Regions from separate parts of the Gossypium hirsutum genome. Here region 2 is linked to region 1. Evidence: chromatin contacts called from public Hi-C data. All regions are on one chromosome and are shown on one strand. The core of a region is the stretch at or near the end of the contact, and the rest is flanking DNA. Distances in the headings are between cores, read along the strand shown.

What was found. A called contact is a pair of places that touch in the nucleus more often than the background predicts.
Region 2: a contact with region 1 is called in a Hi-C map of hypocotyl, with 2.6 times the contacts expected there. The contact joins two enhancer-like sites. A contact is called at or near these places in 14 of 34 Hi-C or Micro-C datasets (callus, fibers, hypocotyl and 2 more).

Annotation. Positions count from the first base shown.
Region 1 is chrA09:59,243,033-59,246,440 of Gossypium_hirsutum_v2.1, reverse strand. No RefSeq gene overlaps it. Among protein-coding and RNA genes, the nearest start is that of LOC107888978, 8.3 kb to the right of the region's middle. Within about 2 kb of position 1,915, at least 8 of the 9 cell types and tissues checked have an H3K27ac peak or open chromatin away from gene starts, as enhancers often do. A contact at or near this core is called in hypocotyl, where this site is marked.
Region 2 is chrA09:59,300,345-59,303,752 of Gossypium_hirsutum_v2.1, reverse strand. No RefSeq gene overlaps it. Among protein-coding and RNA genes, the nearest start is that of LOC107891814, 9.8 kb to the left of the region's middle. Within about 2 kb of position 1,507, at least 3 of the 9 cell types and tissues checked have an H3K27ac peak or open chromatin away from gene starts, as enhancers often do. A contact at or near this core is called in hypocotyl, where this site is marked.

The DNA of each region.
Region 1 (3,408 bases), core at 666-3,165:
TTTCTATAGTTTATAATTAAACTTTCACACTTTATTCAATTTAATCCATATACTTAATTAACCCTAATGAAGCTAAATTTACTTAATTAAAATCTAATTAACCTCTTACTTAACTTCGTAAATATTTCTAATGAATTTAATTTACAGAATCGAAAACCCAAAAACTCACTTTCCTAATGACCTTAAAAATTTGGGTTGTTACATAGGCTATGCTGGAAAATGGTTTACATAAAAATGTGATAATCTTCCAACAACAAACATAAAAGAATGACTGGACAAAAGAATTGCAAACAAAAATTGGCTAGAATTATTCCCTGAATTTAAAATGCGACGTTTGCCTTATTCTTTCTTGGACCATTTCCTTCTGTTTTTACAAACCAAAATCAAAGGGATGTTTAAAAGAACGGCAGAATTCAGATTTGAAGCGTGGTGGTCTATGGAAGATTCGTGTGAAATGGAAGTAAAAAAGCTTTGGATACTGTATAATGGAGGGGTAACAGAGAAATTAAACTTGGTTGGCAAAGGATTGCAAAAATGGGCTATAGGAATCAGGAAGTTAAGAAGAGGTTTGACAGAAAAGTTATTAGCTCTTATTAAAGACCTTGACTGAATGGAAAGAACAACTAAAAACTTGGCTGGCTTAATCAATGCTAAAGTCCATTTAAATTTGAAAATTGATAAAGAAGAGAAATATTTGGAGTAATGGGCAAGGCTGAATTGTTTGAAAGAAGGAGACAGAAATATAAAATTTTTCCACAATTTCGCTTCCCTTAGAAGAAGAGTTAACAAAATTGAAGAACTAGAGAATGAACATGGTTAGCTAGTTTCTGATAGAAGAGCAATGGATGAGGTGGCTAAATGATATTGTGAAAACATATTCTCTTTAGGAGGTGTTGGTAATCTTGAATACATATTGTCAGGAATCAGTATGCACATCTTAAATTCTATGAATATTATGCTGAGTAAACCAGTGACAGTTTTTTCAGCACTTCAAAGTATAGGACCAACAAAAGCAACTAGATGTGATGGCTTTCCAGCTTAATTTTTCCAAGGATTTTGGCATATTATTGGAAAAGAAGTTGGTGATTTCTGTCTCAAGATTTTAAACGATGGAAAGCCGATTGATGGCATTAATTTAACAAATATTGTACTTATATCGAAAGTAGCAAGTCCTACCAATCTCAAGAATTTTCGGCCTATTAGTCTATGTACAGTTATGTACAATATTATCGTTAAGACAGTGGCAAATAGGCTGCAACAAGTTCTTGATAAATGTACTGATAAGGGCCAAAGTGCATTTGTTCCAGGTAGACTCATTGTAGACAATATTCTACTGGTTTATGAATTAATGCATTCATTAAAACAAAGAGGAATAGGCAATAATGGAAGCTTAGCCCTAAAACTGGATATGAGTAAGGGATATGACAGGGTGGAGTGGCTTTATTTGGAAAAAGTGATGCAAAAAATGGGATTTGCAGAGTCTTTTGTGTCTTTAATCAAAAATTGTTTAAGGATAGCTAAATATTCGATTTGTCTGAATGGGGTGAGGGGCGAACAGTTCAGTCTAATGAGGGGTTTGTGTCAAGGTGATCATTGAAGCCCATATCTATTTTTAATTTGTAGTGCAGGATTGTCATTTTTGATGAAGCTTGCAGCCAGGGAAGGCTGTATAAAGGGAGCAATGGTTTGTCGAAGAGGTCCCACAATTACACTTTTATTTTTTTGAGGAAAAAACAACCACAAGAGTTAGGTTTGAATTTATTCAAATAGCATCACTAATTACAACATTATGGATTTCTGTAGGATAATCCATATCAAAGAACCAATTGCAAGCATCTGCACACATTACCGACTAGCCCAAACACAAGTAGCAGACTAAAAGTTAACTAAGGCCTTAAGACTATCCTTAATCCGTTCACCAATAATCATCAGGTCCCTTTTCTGGGCATTTATTTTGTTGACCAAGCCTGCACAATTCGACTCAAATAGCACATCACCTTTAATATTGAGTCGACCTGCAATCTTAATGCTTTCATCAAAAGCATACCACTCAGCCTCCTCAAACGACAGTTGCACATCTTTAAAACCTCCACCGTCATCCAAAAAAAACCATATTCATTCCTAATAATATCCCCATATCCAGTTCTGTTATTACCAGTAGAAGCATCAAAGTTAATTTTAATGCAGTTTTTCGGAGGTTTAACCCATTTTCTTACGTCGAGCTGGGCTGATAACATCGGCACCTTTAATAGGTTATGGATGAAAAAATCTTTGCTGAGCATACTGGCCTTATTCCAAATATCCTTCGCTTCATCTTCTTTACCTTTGAAAACACAGTTGTTTCTATTGTTCCAGCAATTCTACAACATGGTCACAAAGTCTGTCATAGCCTTTTTGTCAAGAATTCTCAATAAATCTTCCCGCCAGTTGATACATCAATCGTACTCCTTAGAAATAATGCTGCTATCCAAACAGCCAAGCATTAGAGTAGCCTCCAAACTCGAACAATCTTTAAGGGCATGAACAAGGGTCTCATATTCGGCACCATACCTATGACAAGTTTGATCAAAACCATGATGAATAGAGGCAATTTTGACATTAGTAGGCAAGATTTCGTTACCCACTCCCCAGATGAAAACACAAATCTTAGGAAGGGTGTCAAGTTTCCAAATCGCTCTCCAAAAAAAACCTATGAAGACCAAACCCAATTTGCTTCAAAAGAAGCTAGGAGTAAGTAGACTTTGAATTATATTCTCCTAACAAATTGTGAAACCACACCATTCTGTCGTTGTGATTCTCATCCCCAACTGGTAAGTTACAGATTTTCTCCCCTAAGTCTTGGCCATAAAGCTCCCAAACTCTGCAGGTATTCCAACATCTACTCTCAACATGCCAAAGATCTGTAACACTATTTTCATTATGGTTCAATAGATTTGGTTTAATAGCTTCCCCATTTAAGCCTTCCACCCCTCAATTATCAGTATGGATATTAATACGATCACCGCATCCCACTTGCCACCCAAAACCATTCTTGAGGACATTAGCTACAGCAGTAATACTTCTCCAAGTAAATGAAGCTCTGTCGAGTTTTTTAGAGTTGAAAATATTCCAAGTAGGAAAATACTTGTAGCTAAGCACTTGATAAAAAAGAGTATCTTTATTGTTAATGAGCCTCCAGACCTGCCTCCCATGAAGCGCTAAATTAAAAAAGTGGATGTCACTAAATCCGAGCTTTCCCATACCCTTCGTATAACACAAATTCTTCCAAGAAGGCATTGTCCAAAATCTACACCGATCTTTACCGGACCACCATACTCTGCTAATCTTTGTTTGCATATATTCAATAACACCTTTGGGAGCAAGGAAAACTGACATTGCATATGTTGCTAAAGACTGGAGAATTGCCTT
Region 2 (3,408 bases), core at 258-2,757, 58 kb before region 1:
GTTTATTTATATGATGTGTTGAAAAGGCAAGTGCTCAAATGAAAATATACTTGTGATCGTGAGAGAGTGGCAAGTTTTAAGTTACGCAATATCTTATCAAATGACTTATCATATGATTAATTGAAAAGAGTTATGTTCAACTGCACTAGCTTGTGGTTATAATGGTATAGTATGCTTATGACCGATCCCTTATGTGAGCCACCGAGGCTCAAAATATATATTGGGACTTAATCGAAAACTCGAAAATTTTTTCAAAAATATTTAAAATTTTTCAACACTGCAGGGGTCACGTGGCTATGTGGCCAAGCCGTGTGGTTTAGACAATACTCATGAAGCTATATTCATCAATTTATAATGTGAATAAATCCACAGCATCACTTATACATATCATCTCTAGCTTAGTAAGATTTTAAATAATTTTAACTCTTCCTAGTTTCTGTATTTTCATATGTATCTCTTTACTTTCCACACTCAATTTGGGAAATAAAAAAGATAAGAAAATAAGGAGGGGTTAATGTTGCAATAATTCCATCCTTTTTGTTGAGTGACTTTGGCTATTTGCTGGTTGGCACCACATACTCCAAAAAATAAATTTTTTTAACTAGATAAAGGGGTGCCAGCCATCAGTGTGCCAGTATTCCAAAAAAAATTTTTGAAAAAAAATATGAGTGCCGGTCATCTAACGTCCAAAATCTCAAAAATTTATTTTTTTAATAAAAAATAGTGGTGCTGGCCATCTAGTTCCTATAACCCAATTTTATTATTTATTTTAGATCATTTAAGTAAATATTTTTAAATCAGTGTCATTTTTGTAAATATTATTTCTTTTTTAATAAGGTGGATGAAATAATCTCTATATACCTATATATATAAAAAAGGAAGGCCCAAGGACCTTCCTTCTATTGGCACGTGGTTACATTCTTCTTCTTCGCATTAGAGAAATGTTGTTAAAATTCAATTTTGACCTTTCCATTAGCCTTGAATTTTACTTTATTTGATGATTATATTTTTATAATGTTATTAATTAGTTAAAATAGTTAATATTATTAATTTTTTATTAAAATATTACATAAGTATATGTAATTTGAATGTACTAATAGTTTTAGAGATAAATACGTGATTATTATTTCTTAAATTTCCTTGTTTTATTTTTTACATTATAAGATAATGGTTAAATTTTGTTTTAACCCTTATACTATGCTGAGGCTTGAGATTTAATATATATATATAGTTTAGTTTTGGTGAAAATTTCCAATCAAACCCTCTAATATCAAGAAGTAATTAAACAACTTCATCTAGTCAAAAATGGAGCAATCAAGTTGTTTATGAATCCAATTCAAGAGCCGTAGTTTACTGATGTAATTCAGGAGTCTAATTTATGGGTATGATCATCGGTCCAATTTGAAAAGTTAAATTAAAGGAGTTGGAGTCATTGGGTTCTATTTATCGGCCTCATGGATCTGGTTCATCCCTGTGTGTATGTATGTATTTATATAATAGAGAGCATAAATAAGGCTGAATGATAACTTGGGCTGATTTACATGGGCCAAATAATCAAATGGAACCCAACTCGTTAAGCTTTATATATGCTAATTGGAAAGAATAAAGATGGAACCAACATATCGTTACCTTCTTGGTTAGATTTTCTACCAATATTCTATTTAATTAATTTAATAGTAAAAAATGTTAAAATTTCATAAAAATGAAAAATACAAATAACGGGTAAATATTTATTACACTCACAATGTATCTTATTTATTCCACAAGCAACTTAAAAAAAATAAACATGTGTTTTTTTAAAAAAAATATTTTATTATACCTCTAATCTTACTTGAAAAGTCTAAAAACTCCATTGACAATATATCCAATAATTTTCTTTAAATAATAACATAAACATTCATTTGTAAACTATTAACAACAAAATTAATTATTTAAACTTAAATCTAGTTTAAACCATTTTTCATCGAATTTGACCCATCTTTTTTTTTTTACTTTTCTTCGATTTTATGGCACATATTAAATCAATTGAAGCATAGATTTTTAATGTTATTTGTCATTATTACCGCCAATTTTTCCTGAGTAAATTAATCCCTCTATTATAAAAACGAGCAATTTAATCTTTATACATTTAATTTGAAGCAAGGAGATGACTATTATCATATTTTAAAGTAACATGAAAAGAAAATCAAAATTCAATATTTTTTAAAACGCAACAAGGACTCAGTAGCTTGCTTATTATTATTATTATAAAAAAAGTCACTTTAAAACACACCAAATCAACATTTTTAACATTCGATCTTATTGCCATTTACAGTTTTATCTATTTGTTTCAAAAGTAAAGGTTCACTTTTATAGATAAAGGATTACAGGGACCCATCAAGTAAATTAACCATTCTGGAAATAAAAATCTCTTTCAGCCAGAGAAAGTGGGCAAGTACATAAACTTGGTGTATCAGATGCTTTGAAATCAAAACTTTATCAAACAGGCCAATTAAGAGGGTCTGTCAAAAAGAAGATATGAGCAACTAAATATGGACTATCAAATATATATACTTTTAAGTCAAAAGGCATTGATAAAATTCAAAGATGGCAAAGTTGAATTTAAGCACAACATGACGCTGATTTGGTCCTACCCACACTTTTGCATTTTATATCATACTATATACCATGCTATATCTTGTAATTAGGCCAAACCAAATTTAGCCACAGTGCATTGTTTCATGATCGATATGAAAACCCTACACTGATGAGAAATGGACTTGCCACACAACACTATAATCTAGTACATAAATAAATGTGATATCTATTGATTAATTGAGTTGGTGTCACGAGTCAATTCGATACTAATTTAGTTGTGAAATTATTAAAATACCATTACTTTAAAGGGTAATTAATATTATTATAAAAATATTTTCATAAATTTATATAACTTTCCAATGAAACAACTAAAAAAAATCAGTTGAAAATTGAACACAAGACCAACAAATCCATATAAAAAACCCTTGCCATCCCACTTATAATCATTTATTAGTACGTTTTTTAATATAAAATATTTTCGTTCACCCACATCATGGGTGTGATAAAATCTAGTAAATAATAACTTGTCAAAGTTTATATAATATGATGTATTAAATATATTATTTTTAATGGAAATGTTGACTAGAACATTACTTTTTTTGATGATGTTAGTATGGAAACCCACATAACAGTCCACGTATACTTTATGTTGACATGATACTATTTATCTTATATGTCACATAAATAAATAAATTAAAATTTTTAAATATATATATATAAAGTTCATAAAATTAAAAAAAAGTTAGCATGAAGTACGCATGGATTATTATGCAGATTGCCATATTTAAAAATTTAACATTTTAGTAAGTATTTTTATAATAAAAAAAACAA